Linked DNA regions of Mus musculus: regions 2, 3, 4 and 5 are each linked to region 1. A link is a contact called in public Hi-C and HiChIP or PLAC-seq data. All regions are on one chromosome and are shown on one strand. The core of a region is the stretch at or near the end of the contact, and the rest is flanking DNA. Distances in the headings are between cores, read along the strand shown.

Region 1 (2,737 bases), core at 131-2,630:
ATGCTGTCAACGTGGTTCAGGGCAGCATCCAAAGACATCTTAGGTTGTCTCCCAAAGCGTCTGTCTAGTGGGCAGATACCAGAGCTAAATGGCACTACCCCTTCCTGAATTCATAGACAGGACATCCCTGAGCTCATAGAACCAGCCAGTTGTCACCAGTGCCCAAGTTTGAAACCTAGGCTGAGGGAGCACTGGGAGAAGGAAGGTGACAATTTGGCCTTGAAATAGCTTGCTTCTGAAGAGTCGGGTGGCGTGCAGTTGAGAAAGGAGAGGCCAGGTCACTCCTGTCCGAGGAGGCCACTGAAGATGATGCTGTTCTATGATCATAGGACTTTTTGAAACGTGCTTCCGAGCAGGACTTTGGGATCATTCCCACTATTGGATAACTGGTAAGTTTGAGGTGAAGCAGACAGTGAATTTGATGAGCTCCAGATACGAGGATTGTGAAAGAGGGAGTCAAGGATAATCATTTAGAGACATCCACAGGAACCCAGTGGTCCAAGGACAGCTTAGAGACAATGAGCAGAAAGGTACAACCTGGGCATCATTCATCCTACAAGACCGTCATCTTCATCCTCACACAAGCTCCAAAAATTCTCTGCCATCAAGTTACATGCTGGTCCTTGGAGTATTTTAATTATCTAATAAATCGATAAAAATAATTAAATGACAAAATTAATAACTAAATCAATTAATCATAATAAAAATAATTAATAGAATAATTTAATTAACAAGTATGTATACAATGTATGTGAGTGTAAGCATGTGGATATAGCTCAGAGGACAGATTCTGGGAGTTTGAGTCTCCTTGCAGCTTATGAAGTACCCCAGGCTGGCCAGACTGTGACTTTCAGTTCTGACCTCCACTCCCACGCCCCATCTCCCCGTAGGAGTGCTGTGAGCTCAGATACATTCCTCCACATCCGACTTTTAAAAACGTGTCTTCTGAGGTTCACACTCAGCTGCCAAGCTTGCTCTGCCGGCACTATACACTCACCTCATGGCATAAGAGATGTTACACAACTTGATCAAGGTACCAAAGCAATATTGTAGCAAGGTACAAAAACAGGTCCTGTTGTTTTTATTCTACATCGTATCTTTGTGCCTCAGTACCATGTTTCCCTCCTTCCCTTACTTTATTTTTGTGCAACTTGGCATAGAATCTAGGGGCAAGCTCTACCATCCACCCCCAGCCCTCTTTCTTATTTTTAAGAGACTTGTTCTCTGCATTCGAAAAATCTCCGTGAACTTCTCCGGTGCAACCAGCAGATGGCAGCAAAGGAGCGGCTTAGCGAAGCCATGGGCGCCTGACTCACGCTGGCCGCAACTGCTCATAGCTTTTTCCCAAGGGAAGAACCCAGAAGCAGCTCAGGTAGAGTGCAGTTGTCGGTTGCCCGGTCCTGTTTTAACCTGAAGAAATCGAGAAGCGCCAGGAGGGTGCCGCTCCCATTCCAGTCATCTCCAAAGTGGTCCTGTTTAAAGACAGAGCAAAGGACCTGTATCCTCATCATCTGGAGAGGCAGACACCTACCTACACTTTATGACCTGCCTTCAAGAAAATCCTGGGGGCAGGCTCGGAGTGGAAGAGAGGTTGGTGTGGCATTTGTCTTGAGAAATGGGTGGTGTCTGGTGGGCAGGCTGGAGTCTCTTGAGTCAAGCAGGCAGCTTCCGATTTCATGGATGGTATTTTTGAAACAAATCTTGGGGCTGAGCAGGATACAGCCGGGCTGAGCTTACTCGTGGGGTAGCGAAGAGGCCTTCCTCCCCAGTAATCAGAAGGAAATAAAGAAAAACGGACCATAGATGTCCCCTTTGTTTCCTGAGCGTTTCTTTAGATGGTCATGGATTTTTTTTTTTTATGATAAGTCAAAAATTACACAGTAGTGGAGAAAGGTAGAAAACACACCCAGGCTAGCCTCTACCTTCTTCCTAATTCGAGGTCCTCTGTGCAGGCTTGGCTTGGGGGGGGGGGAGCCAATTACATATCACTGAAAGTGTTCCTGCGTTTTTGTTTTTTCTCATCTTTGCTCTGACTTCTATACAGGTGTTCCCCCAGGCCCCAGAGTAGCCTTCCTCCAACATCCACACAGGTATTTCCCAAAAGCCAACCCCACCCCACCCCACCCCTCATGTATGTCTTAGTGGAGAAAGTTTGGGATCCCAGAACTTGGAAGAGTCTGACGCAAGAGCACTGAGATTTGGTGGGGAGAGGGGTCCACGTGGGATGCAGGAGAAAAGGCTGTCATCAAACAAGATACCATCAAACAGAAAACTAGAATGTCCTGAGAGGGTTGGAGGGGGCATGGAGCAGAGGAAACCTGGCTAACCTTGACAGTATGGTGAACATTGAAGCCACATCCCCCCCACTCCACCCAGTCCCAAGCCGGGACCCCAGAAATCTCCCCACAAAAGGGCCTCCCCTACAGTTTCCTATACCTTCCACCCTGGCCTCTAGTGAGAAGTAATTTTGTTTTATGAAAAGTAGTTGCTTTTTATTGCCTGGGATAGCCTAGAGAGGGTGACCCTCCCAACAGGAAATTAACAGAGAACTCATTGAGGGTGATAATGACTGCTCATAATCATTCGGCTGATAAGTTAATATAACTGATTAATCAACTAATTATACAGTGCCCGAACACACCTACTTCCTTCAGCCTTCCCATTTAAAATAAGCAGGCTAAGACCAGGCGCTACGAGTGGGAAGTGGGAAGTGGGGAGTGGGGTGTGTGTGTGCTAA
Region 2 (2,737 bases), core at 151-2,650, 500 kb after region 1:
CTGGACATTGGCTTCCACATCAGTGATAATGAGTTCTTGCTTCTGGCTTTCAGTACTATGGGCAAGTGACTTTCAGTTGCCTGAAGCCAGTGGTTCCCAAACCTGCAAATTCTGGGTCCCTTTAGTACAGTTCCCCATTTTGTGGTGATCCCCCAACCATAAAATTATTTCGTTGCTACTTCATAACTGCAACTTTGATACTCTTATGAGTCCTTATGTAAATATCTGATATGCAGGATATCTGATATGCTAACCCCCCCATGCAAAAGGGCCACTTGATCCCCCAAAGAGTCGTGACCCCCCCCCCAGGTTGAGAACCACTGCCTTAAAACTGCCATGTGAATGGTAACTCTTCATCGTAGTCATAGATCTGCCAACCCCTGAGCAGTTTACTGTTTCCTTGTCAAGAGGTCGGATGAAATCAAACGAGCCAGGACCAGGTGCCCAGCTCTGGCGCTCGCTGGCTGTGTAGCCTCTCACAGCTCCTGTCCTCGCTGTCAGCTTTCTTACTTACAAAATGAATGTAACCATCTTCCCATATGATTTGTAGGTAGGTTTGCATCAGCTGCTGTTCTCGTGATGGGGACTGAATATCTGATGAAAGGAAGGGAAAGTTTACTTGGGGGGGGGGGTCTGAGGGGACAGTTCCATTACATTTGAGATAGCAAGAGTGTGATGTAACTAGCCACATGGCACCATGGCCGCAAAGTGGAAAGAGACGAGATGCTGGTTTTCCCCTTTTGATTCAGTCCAGGATCCTGTCCCAGGGAATGGCGCTGCACGCGGCCCAGAGGGTGGGTCTTCCCACCTCACTTAAACCTCTCTGGGAATTCCTTCAAAGACTTACCCAGGGGTGCGTCCCTTAAGTGAGTCTAAATCCATAAACCTGACAGTTAAGATTAACCATCAAGGGATTAATAATGTGTTTTAAGTTCTTAGTGGAGTGCTGAATAAATGGCTGGACTGTCTTACACAAAAGGGTGCTTGCGTTTCTGATAATGGGCCTGACAAAGTCAACAAAACCAAAGTGACCTTTGACCTGTTGCTTCGGGAAACTTCTGGAAGTACTGAGTAGCACACCTCCGCTGCTGTTTTTGTCAGAGCACTGGGTGTCTCGGTTCCTTACAGAGGAGGGGTAGGAATGATACAAAGAAGCTCCAGGATTCTTCCAGACCCTCATTGGTTGAGAGTTTCAGAAACAAAGCGTGAGAACTGGACAAACCACGCATGGAAGCTGTATTTTAAGATCAGCCATCCAACAGTTGTTGGAAAGTCTGCCCAGCAGAGCCTGCCTCTATGCATCCCCCCCGCCCCCCTCCGCCGAGGCTGCACCCCGCCTCCCCGTCCCTCCCAACATCTGCAGCAGAACTGACAGGAAGAATTGGCAAAAGACAGTCCCCAGGGAGATGGTCATGTCTGGGAGAGTTCACATATCCACTCCCGTAAGCCTGGTGATGTGGCTGAACAAGGAATACACAGCGAAGAAGCGGTGGTGTGTGCACGTGCTGGGTACAAAGCCTGCTTCCTTCATTCCAGAGGCTAGAAAAAAAGCATCCTATCAGGCAGGAACAACAGCCACATCCCCAGACTGTCCAATCGGTCTTCCCAGGGCTCCTAAGCTCATCCTCAGAAAAGCTGCCATCCATCCACCTGCTAGTTCTCATTGCAATTAAAAAAAACAAAACAAACAAACAAACAAAAAAAAAACAAAACTTTAATGGAACAGACAAAAAAAAAAGTTGAAAATATAAAAGAACAACAGTAGACATTTGTGCCGTAGCTTCAGGGAGCTCAGGTGATGTGGAGCACGTTTATGGAAAACCTAAGATATTTCCAGAACCAACCAACCCAAATGGAAGGCAGAACTTCAGCTCAGCTCTGCCTTCATGTTACTGGTGGCTTCTCTTCTCCTGGGTTTCCCAGGGCTGAATTTAAAGGAGTGCTAGAAGCCCCATGAAGCCAAGTCTCTACCTAATGAAGAAGAAGCTACAGAAATACCCAGTGAGTCCCAAGTTTCAGGAAACCACAGAGATGTGTTCCAGTCTCTTGGCTCTTGACACTGGCATGCATGCCAAATCTCTGGCAGGGGTTGAGTTGGTAAAACCTGTTCTGACTTCAGGAGCTGGGGTGAAAAGCAGCTGGATTCCAAAGGCAGCATTGAGGCTGGGTGAAGTCTCTGCACCCTGGTGTTGAGTGAGCCACTGACTGTGACTATTGACATCTCTCACTGGGTCACTGAACCTCTGCCACCTTGTCTGGAAATGGGGACAGCAAGACTGACTGTCCTTGCCAGACTTCAGCACATGGGCGCATCTACTCTGCTCCTGGTTCCAGATGGTTTACACCATGGGATGTATTAGCCTCGGGCATAAAATTACGTTTGTTTACCTTGTGGCTGACAGGAAGCAGAGAAACAGAAAAAGGGACCATGGGCTAAGTACAAGCACGAAAGCTAACCCAGTCCTTGCAGTTAGGGCCCACGTCTCAGAGTTTTTACAGCTTCAAGACATAGCTCCATCCAGTGGGGACCAAGCATCCCACACACAAACCTTGGGGGACCCTGCTTCAGCTTTTGATAGCTGACTGTGGGAGCTAAAATGGACCAGTCAAGAATGTCATAAGTTGTCTGTGTATTATTAGCAAGAGATATTAATTTTCATGGGGGCACTTTCTTCATTTCTGTCACACTCTCAGTTCTGCATGGGGCTAATTCTTCCTGATTCACGGGATCGTGGCA
Region 3 (2,737 bases), core at 163-2,662, 460 kb after region 1:
CTCTTAACCACTGAGCCATCTCTCCAGACCTGCTATTATTTTCATATGCTTTATCTCATTTTTTATTTGTATTTTTTAAAAATATTCTTCCTCTGTCTAAGAATCACTGCTCTCTAGGTTCATGTATTTATTCCATGTCCTGGCATCTTCCAGGAGTCTCCAGCTGACAATGTGTTGTTAGGGTTTTTTGTTTGTTTGTTTGTTTGTTTGGTTTGGTTTTTTAGTAGTAGATAGTATTAAAGAGTAAGGAAGAGGGCTGGAGAGATGGCTGGGTCTGCAAAGTGCTCACAAGCTCAATTCCCAGAATTCACACCCCAAAGAGCTGCCTGTGGTCTGGTGTACATGTAGTTTGTAATCTCAGTACTGGAGAGGGAAAGACACATTGATATCTGAGGCACTCTGGACAACCAGAATAGCCTACTAGGCAAGTTCAGGGTTAGTGAGAGAGACCCTGTCTCTAAAAACAAAGTAAAGATCACCTTATCACCTATAAAACAACACCAGAAACCCGTGTGTGTGTGTGTGTGTGTGTGTGTGTGTGCACGCGCACGCGAAGAAGAAGACAGAGGGAGGGAGAGAGGGAGGAAGGGAGAAGGGAGAGAGAGACTGGGAGTAAGATAAAGTTTCTATTCTAGTATGATTTTATTGCTGTGATAAGACACTGACCAAAACCAACTCGGGGGAGAAAAGGGATTATTTAGCTTACGAGTCACACAGTCCATCGCTGAGGGAAGCCGAGGTAGGAACTCAAGGTAAAGACAATGAAGCAGAGACCATGAGAAAATGCTATTTACTGTCTTGTTCCCTGGCTTGCCCATATTTTTCATCTATCAGCAATTAAAACCATGCTCCCATAGCCATGACCTCAGGCCAATCTGATGGAGGCAGTTTCTTGGTGAGGTTTCCTCTTCTCAAGTGTGTCGAGTTTGTGGGAAGCCGCCCTCACATTCGCCGTTGCAAGATGGCGCTGACATCCTGTGTTCTAAGTGGTAAACAAATAATCTGCGCATGTGCCAAGGGTAGTTTTCCACCCCATGTGCTCTGCCTTCCCCGTGACGACAACTCGGCCGATGGGCTGCAGCCAATCAGGGAGTAATACATCCTAGGCGGAGAATAATTCTCCTTAAAGAGGGACGGGGTTTCGCTTTCGTTTTGGGCTTGGGGCTTGCACTCTTGCTCCTGAAGATGTAAGCAATAAAGTTTTGCCGCAGAAGATTCCGGTTTGTTGCGTTCTTCCTGGCCGGTCGCGAGAACGCGTGTAAGACGAGTTGGCAACCAAGATTAGCCATTACAGACCCCAAAGGCACACCCACAAGAGCGTACTTCCTTCACCTTCATGGGCAACCCTCCTGCTCACCACCCCGTGGTGTCTGTATAGAACCACGGATGTGCTCTGAGCACAGGGCTGAGTTTATAGGTGGCTGGGAATCACATGGGGTGAGACAGAGATGAGACATGGGTTGTCTCCTCAGGTGCCTGGGCAGAGCAAGTCCACAGAAGAAATGAACAAGTTTCTGTCAGTGTTAGCATCGTCTGGGCTTTCAGAATCATGGCCTTGAAATGCCAAGGGCCCTGTGAAGGCATTTGGGTTTTTAGATGGACCCTCTTTCTCTGTCACTGTGACCAAATGCCTATCAGGGACAATCCAAGTGGGGAGGGATCAATGGTGGTCCACAGTTTACAGGGTGTGGTTGCTCCTGACAGCCAGGAAGGCATGGCAAGTCCAGCAGTGCCCTTCTTGGCTCTGACAGTGGGAGAGTTTGCATGAGGGCAGTCAGCAGGATGTAAAGCTGGCCTGTGACCTGCCTGCTCCCATGGCTGGATGAATTCCACCCAATACTCTGTGTCTAAAAGGTTCCCACTATATCCTCAGAGAATACCACTAAGCTGGGGGCGTGGAGGAGGTGGGGGCGGTGTTTAAACACAGGAGCCTGTGGGAAATACTTGCCAGTTGAACCATCAGAGCACCCCTTCTGGAATCTGTGGGTCCTGGAGTCAGCCAAGGAGCCTTGCTTCAGGGAAAAGCCGAGCGGAGCTGAGTCAGACATTAGCCATAACTCACACACTTCCGGAACACACTGAAGAGACTTGAACTCTGGAGGTGAGCATCTCAGAAACACCCAGACAGAGGGGGAGAAAGAGATGAAGGTAATGTGTGCACACTTGGGACCAGGACTTGGGGTGTTTGACGATGTAAACCAAGCTGACCCAAGATCTCAAGCTGCCCTTTTGTACATAATTAGAGAACCCAAGATCTATATTTTCTTTTACACTGTGGGTGATTACTCAAGACTCTCGGGGCTTTCCCTGGAGGTGTTGGGAGGAAATGTATTTGGTGTTCCTGCCAAAGTTCTCTCAGTCACGAATGAGGCCACTTAGTAGGACCAGCTCCCATCAATACATGATTAAGTACAGACGTGCCTGGATTCCAGGTGATGAATTAAGATCTTCTTATTGGAAAACAGAAGCGACTGATTAATACTTCAATTCCCATCCCTATCAACCAACAGTGCTCGTGCTGTGTATAGTGGGGTGGATTTGCAGAGCTGGACTGGGGTTCTCCTGTTAAATATTAACTAAAATCACGTTTGAATTTCTGCAATATTTCTGGGTTCCTGGGTACAAAGCCAGACACAGACTCAGGTAAATGACGGTAAGGCACAAGCATTTAGAGTGGACACGTGAATTGTCACGTAAACACGAGTGATCAGGGAGAGGGATGTCAAGAAAAACTTTC
Region 4 (2,737 bases), core at 164-2,663, 430 kb after region 1:
TAACTGGTTTCCTTATTGGAAAGACTTCTAGAAACATTCACCAAACAGTGTCAATGAGAACCACAGCTTTAAAATATTCTTTAATTAGTTATGCATATTTTATGATCAATATTTTATGTAACTATAAGCAAATGAATTCTCTGTACAGAACCGGCTGATCTCACATCAAGACTTGTTGGTCATAAACTTGACCTCAGAAGGGACATTCATAAATCTGCTGCAGCCCTGCATGGCATGCTTCATTCATTCTGGTTTGGTCTCTGGCTACTGAGATCCCGTGAGGCTGTAGACCCCACACTCAGTTGGAAGAACTTATCTTTTCCTTGTTTTAAATTATGTGGGTATGTGGGAGGTGGAGGGTTGTGCACATGAGTGCAGTGCCCAGAGAGGCCAGAAGAGGGCGTCGGATCCCGTGGAGCTCCAGCCACAGATGATCTGAATGGGTGCTAGGAACAGAACTGAGTTCCTTTGCAAGAGCAGCAAGTGCTCTTCAACACTCCAGCATCTCTCCGGATCCAAACTCCTGTCTTAGGATGACTGAAGCTCTGCACTTAGGCTGCCTTGACTGGTACTGCTAACCAGGTAAGGACCTCCCAGACAGACCCCAAACACCTTTTTACGAGCAGGGGAAAAGAAAGAAGAAAACTTGGGTCAAAGTCCAGGTCAGTGAGAAGGAAGGGGGCCATGTCTCAGCTGGAGTCTGTCGACTGGCTGGGAGACCCAAAACCACTTGCACATTTTGGTTCAACAAACCAGATGTTGAGCATGTAAACTCAAATCTATTACCAAGAAGACAGAAGAAACCCATTTAAATGGCTGTTTTCATGTCCAGCCAGCACAACATTGATGAAAATGGGAATTAGAGTCACTTGAAGTCGGATCTTTCACCAAGAGATGTCTTTGGTTACACGGCTCAACATCCTCATTTTGGTCCAACCGTGGAAGGAAAGTAAAGAGTCCCCAGCAGCCTTTGAAAACACACGTCTGAGAGCGAGGCTGTGAAATGGCCCATGTCTCCTCCCAGGCCTTTAAAAGCCTGTATGTATTAATTTGTATGTCACATCATTCCAACTGCCGTGTACCGTTTGCCCTTGGGGACTGGGGGGGGGAGGTGGGGGGGGCGGGAAGAGTCATTCTCCAGAATGTCTGCCAGTGTGAGCATCGCTGGTGTTAACTGGTATGCTTTGTTTTGTCTCTGAGCGAACATGTTCTTCTGCGTGTGTGTGGCATGCATTCAGGTTTGAACCAGTCCCTCAACATGTGCCAGGTTCAAATCCAGCAGCACTTGGGCCTGCTTTCCACGTGGGAGACCCCGACAAGCCAGTTAGTTGGCATGGCAGCCCTCTGCTGCTCCAGGACAGAGGATCCTTCATCCTTTCTCCCCTCTTCCCCTCCACAGTCTGGGACCACATCTCCCAAGAAGTCTCCTCCTCTTTCTGTCTGCTCAGTCATCAGTGGCAGCCGGCCCAAGACGGAGGTGTGTTTTACATTTGAGATGCATCCGCTTCTGGGACTCACTCAGTTAAGTTGATTGGGAAGCCCTGTGTTTCTGATCCAAAAAACACAGAACAAAACAAAAGAACCGGGAAAGAAGCAGATTTTTGCCCCCTTCTCTTCGTGTGGATTTTAAACAACAAATCTTTTCAACTTAGCTCGCAAGAATAAGAGAAAACGAGTGCTTGGCTCGTGCTCTCTCCACTGCCTTCCCTTGCAGGGTGCGGGCCTCCCAGCTGAGACATGATTGGATTATTGCGGATGGAGAGGCTGGACTCTTCCTCTGGGTCTGTTACTTTGGGATTCCTGCCCAGGAAAAATCGGAGCTGGATGAACGAAGAGACTGCTGAAACCACAAAGAAATTAAACCAGCACGCATCGCCGGCCGGAGCCCCGGTTTGGCTGGCTTACATTTCCAGGCTAAATGGCTGGAACTCTATCTTCTACCGAGAGGCTTTGAAGACATTTTGGCTAAGAAAATGTGCAGCAAGGATGGAGGATGTGGTTGGTTGGTTGGTTTGTTGGTTGATTGGTTGAGAGCTCAGCTGGCATTTCCAAGGGCTCTGGGTTCTGTTATGGCTTACACCAAGTGTAGTGGCACAGGCTATAATCTCAGCACTTGGGAGACAGGAAGATCGGAAGTTCAAGGCTATCCTCAGCTACATCATGAGGTCAAGGGCAGAGAGCACAATGAATCTTCTTTTGCTTCTAAAAACCTCTGGAGACAACTGATTCCCAGTTAGCATACCCCAACACAGAAAAGCCAATTTACAAAACAGACCCTACGCTCATTATTTGCAATCCACATTTCTTTGGGAATTTAAAGTATTTTAAAATTTAAAATAAATTTAACTCGCTGCTTAAACTTCTATCCCATTTACAAATCATGAGTGGCACCACTCTTTTGCTGGTTTTCAACACCTAATAACTGTGCTTAAAAATGACACCTCATTTTGCTTAAGCCAAGCCTTGTGGCATTCAGTACTCAGGAGACAGAGGCAGGTGGATTTCTGTGAGTTCCAGTCCAGCCTGGTCTACATGGGGAGACCTTCTTTCATGTATATATATTTCCCCCCAAAATGAAAAATGTACATTTTTAATTCAATTTTCTAAATAGTAAGCACTCAGAATTTTTATTATTCCCCCCCAAAACATCACATATTTAAAGTGGGTCTTTGGGGACTATTTTTGTTTGAGCTTACTTTTGAGAAGGGGCTTACTAAGTAGCTCAGGCTGGGCTTTG
Region 5 (2,737 bases), core at 69-2,568, 320 kb after region 1:
AATATTTCTCTTCTACTGAGGGCGAAGACTATTCCCTCACATCTGTGAGTTTGGACCTGGGTAGAACTTGCATTGGTCCACACAGTACAAGGAGGTACAGGTTGAGCAGGGATGTTGAACATACTTAGCTTTGAGCTCTCTTTAAGCTACAGTGAAAAGGAGTGACCCGCCCTCACCATGTGTGTGTGTGTGTGTGTGTGTGTGTGTGTGTGTGTGTGTAGATGCACACATATGTGGAAGCCAGAGGATAACCTTGGGTACCCCTATCCCCACCCTACACAACCAGGATACAAGGGCTATGATGCACCTGTCTCCACCTCCCAGGCCAGGATGAGGAGTAAGTACCAATATATCCAGCCTTTTCTTTCTTTTTAATATCGGTTCTGGGTGTCAACCTTAGGTCCTCATTCACACAAAGCAAGCACTTTACTAGATGAGCCATCAACAAGCTGGACCATTCCTCTTATATCCAGCAAAGACGTTGGTCGCCAAGCAAAGCCCCACCTCAGCCCCACCCAAGGTCATTACAGACTCTCTTGTAAAACTTAAATGCCCATTGCTGTCAGCTGTTGGTTTGTAGAATGGCTTGTTATGCAACATTATTGTGGTAATAGCTGACTAATACACTCTCTCTTACAGTGTGTGGGAAGAAGGCAAAGTGGCCACTGGTTTCTTATTTCTTACATTTATTTGTAATATACGTAATGTACATATATTATGTACGTAAACTTTTTTTTTTTGGCATGCTTAGTCAGGAGAGCGGGAGTGAATCTTCAGAGACTTCAAGGGACATAATTGTCTCTTGGCCTGGAGACATAGGCCTGGGAATTAGAGATGCTTGAACTATATACCCTCAGACCTGACTCACACACACTGTCTGGGTACCAGGAGGTCATTTTTCCTTCATGGCTTTAATTTATTTTTCTATTAAAGCCTTTGAATCAGAATGACGATAGTTCATAGCAGCCCACTTAGATTTTTTTAGTGATGCTTGCTTCAAATACTTAACAAACGTAGAGGATGGATCCAGGCATAGGATGAACACTCTGTGATTGATTATTGATGTCTGCCACGAACGCAGGTTGTTGTTTTGTTTTGTTTTGATTCATTGTCCAATCTACAGCAGAGGATCTCAGAGTCTAAGAAGGCAGACAGTTGTCCTTATACCCTGACGGAGTTTGAGTTTGAGTGGGGTGGGAAATGAGATCTCCTGTGAACAGTTAAAAGCGGGGGTGGAGGCGGGGGATAGAGTTCACAGACAGTGCGAGGTCATGGCGACCCTTTTGTAAAATTCCTTGCATTTCCGCAGAGGGGTGTCTATGGCGAGTCGCAGCTGCGAGGGTAAAGCACACACCCATGGGCCCACCAAATGCTGGGGGATCTGAACTCACAAAGGCTGGGGCTTTAAGCATTAAAACTGATCCAGGAGCTTTTCCGAGACTGTGAGGGAGGCTGCCAGCTTTGGGTCTTTCAAGGCAGGTGCAACATTTTCTCATGTTGGGGTGACGGGTACCATTTGGTCAATAACATAAAAGCGCCCAACCTGTGGCCAATCGGCGCTAAGCAAGAATCAAAGCAGAGACATGCAGCCCTCCACACGCGCATGCGCGGCCTGTTGACTGTGGGGATGTGATTGGCTGCTCGCAGGTGTTGGTTTTGGACACCCACCCCTTTCTAAATCCATGCCTACACCTGGCATGGCAGTTCTGTCTGCAGCTCCTGGATTAGTCACTAAGCATCATATTTAAAATGTTTAGAGAACACGGATTCAAAGATTAATCTGCTCGCAGGATGCTTTTGAGAAAGCCATCGGCTTTTTTTTTCTTTTTTCTTTTCTTTTCTTTTTTTTTTTTTTTGTGATCTGCTTCTCAGAGTTCAATGTGACCACCTGCTTGTTTGCTGTCACCTTGTGTCTGGCCGCTGTGATGTGTTCCAAGGCAAGAGGCAGATGGAAGGAGTGATTGCTAGGATGGAAGCGCCCTCCAGCCAAGCATGTCTGGGAATAGCATGGAGCAAGGAGGAGAAATATGACACCCGTTATGTCATTTGCTCTTCGGGGTTTTGGGGTTTGTTGTTGTTGTTGTTGTTTTGTTTTGTTTTGTTTTGTTTTGTTTTGAAATGGAGTCTCATGTATTTCAGACCGGTCCTCAACTCTCCATTGTAGCTGAGGATGATCTTGAACTTCTAACCCTTCTGCTGCCACCTCCTAAGTGATGAGATTACAGATATTCAGTAGGTCCCGTTCACCCTCTATATACATTTTGATGGTGTGGTAGAATATAGATAGGTGAGTGTTGGTTACCCAGAATGCAGATGAAGGATAGGGGGATGAGGGGACGTGACTGATATCCTTTCCCGACATGCAATGCGTCTAGTTCCTATGTTTACTTATTCCTAACCATGGCTCCTGGGTCACTGATTACTGTTTGCAGGGGTGATTCGGTGAAGTCTCGGATCTGCAACAAGCTCAGCTCTTTCTTAAACAGAATGAAAACGACCTGGAACACATCACAGAGGCCAGACACAAAGTGTCAGCAAACAAGCGGGTGGTATAGTTGAACTCAGAGGAGCAGACCACAAAACAGCAGCAGCAACAGCAACAGCAACAACAACACAATGAATAATTACTGTTGACTGACCACTTACTATGTCACTGAGGCCCAGTTTGCCTTCAGATTCTATAAGGGCTAGTCTGATGGCTCACACCTTTAACCCCAGTACTTGGGAGGCAGAGGCA

The links. A called contact is a pair of places that touch in the nucleus more often than the background predicts. HiChIP or PLAC-seq counts read pairs in DNA pulled down with a chosen protein or histone mark.
Region 2: a contact with region 1 is called in a Hi-C map of uterus, with 2.4 times the contacts expected there. The contact joins the enhancer-like site here to the promoter of Tbx3os2 in region 1. A contact is called at or near these places in 1 of 39 promoter capture datasets (embryonic stem cells), 4 of 484 Hi-C or Micro-C datasets (the C2C12 cell line, embryonic stem cells and uterus), 6 of 115 datasets of contacts at active chromatin or transcription factors (craniofacial prominence, embryonic forebrain, embryonic limb bud and 2 more) and 1 of 9 other capture datasets (embryonic stem cells).
Region 3: a Hi-C map of the N1E-115 cell line shows a contact between it and region 1, with 5 times the contacts expected there. The contact joins the enhancer-like site here to the promoter of Tbx3os2 in region 1. A contact is called at or near these places in 1 of 39 promoter capture datasets (embryonic stem cells), 6 of 484 Hi-C or Micro-C datasets (the N1E-115 cell line, embryonic stem cells and uterus), 6 of 115 datasets of contacts at active chromatin or transcription factors (craniofacial prominence, embryonic basal ganglia, embryonic limb bud and 2 more) and 1 of 9 other capture datasets (embryonic stem cells).
Region 4: a contact with region 1 is called in a Hi-C map of uterus, with 2.5 times the contacts expected there. The contact joins the enhancer-like site here to the promoter of Tbx3os2 in region 1. A contact is called at or near these places in 6 of 484 Hi-C or Micro-C datasets (the C2C12 cell line, nephron progenitors, palatal mesenchyme and 2 more), 9 of 115 datasets of contacts at active chromatin or transcription factors (craniofacial prominence, embryonic stem cells, fetal liver and 1 more) and 1 of 9 other capture datasets (embryonic stem cells).
Region 5: a contact with region 1 is called in an H3K27ac HiChIP or PLAC-seq map of embryonic stem cells, with 6 times the contacts expected there. The contact joins the enhancer-like site here to the promoter of Tbx3os2 in region 1. A contact is called at or near these places in 2 of 15 datasets of contacts at CTCF or cohesin (both in embryonic stem cells), 27 of 484 Hi-C or Micro-C datasets (embryonic stem cells and trophoblast stem cells), 12 of 115 datasets of contacts at active chromatin or transcription factors (craniofacial prominence, embryonic stem cells and stem cell-derived neural progenitor cells) and 1 of 9 other capture datasets (embryonic stem cells).

The regions. Positions count from the first base shown.
Region 1 is chr5:119,689,861-119,692,597 of GRCm38.p6, reverse strand. It overlaps Tbx3os2 (T-box 3, opposite strand 2), which reads left to right and starts at 1,380. Exons shown (of 3, transcript NR_040416.1): 1 at 1,380-1,590.
Region 2 is chr5:119,192,549-119,195,285 of GRCm38.p6, reverse strand. It overlaps Gm7538 (predicted gene 7538), which reads left to right. Exons shown (of 3, transcript NR_046033.1): 3 at 1-973. Among named protein-coding and RNA genes, the nearest start is that of Gm7538, 6.1 kb to the left of the region's middle. Within about 2 kb of position 1,400, at least 3 of the 459 cell types and tissues checked have an H3K27ac peak or open chromatin away from gene starts, as enhancers often do. A contact at or near this core is called in uterus, where this site is marked.
Region 3 is chr5:119,228,131-119,230,867 of GRCm38.p6, reverse strand. No RefSeq gene overlaps it. Among named protein-coding and RNA genes, the nearest start is that of Gm7538, 29 kb to the right of the region's middle. Within about 2 kb of position 1,412, at least 18 of the 459 cell types and tissues checked have an H3K27ac peak or open chromatin away from gene starts, as enhancers often do. A contact at or near this core is called in the N1E-115 cell line, where this site is marked.
Region 4 is chr5:119,264,412-119,267,148 of GRCm38.p6, reverse strand. No RefSeq gene overlaps it. Among named protein-coding and RNA genes, the nearest start is that of Gm31190, 35 kb to the left of the region's middle. Within about 2 kb of position 1,413, at least 33 of the 459 cell types and tissues checked have an H3K27ac peak or open chromatin away from gene starts, as enhancers often do. A contact at or near this core is called in palatal mesenchyme and uterus, where this site is marked.
Region 5 is chr5:119,372,817-119,375,553 of GRCm38.p6, reverse strand. No RefSeq gene overlaps it. Among named protein-coding and RNA genes, the nearest start is that of Gm42016, 48 kb to the right of the region's middle. Within about 2 kb of position 1,318, at least 8 of the 459 cell types and tissues checked have an H3K27ac peak or open chromatin away from gene starts, as enhancers often do. A contact at or near this core is called in embryonic stem cells, where this site is marked.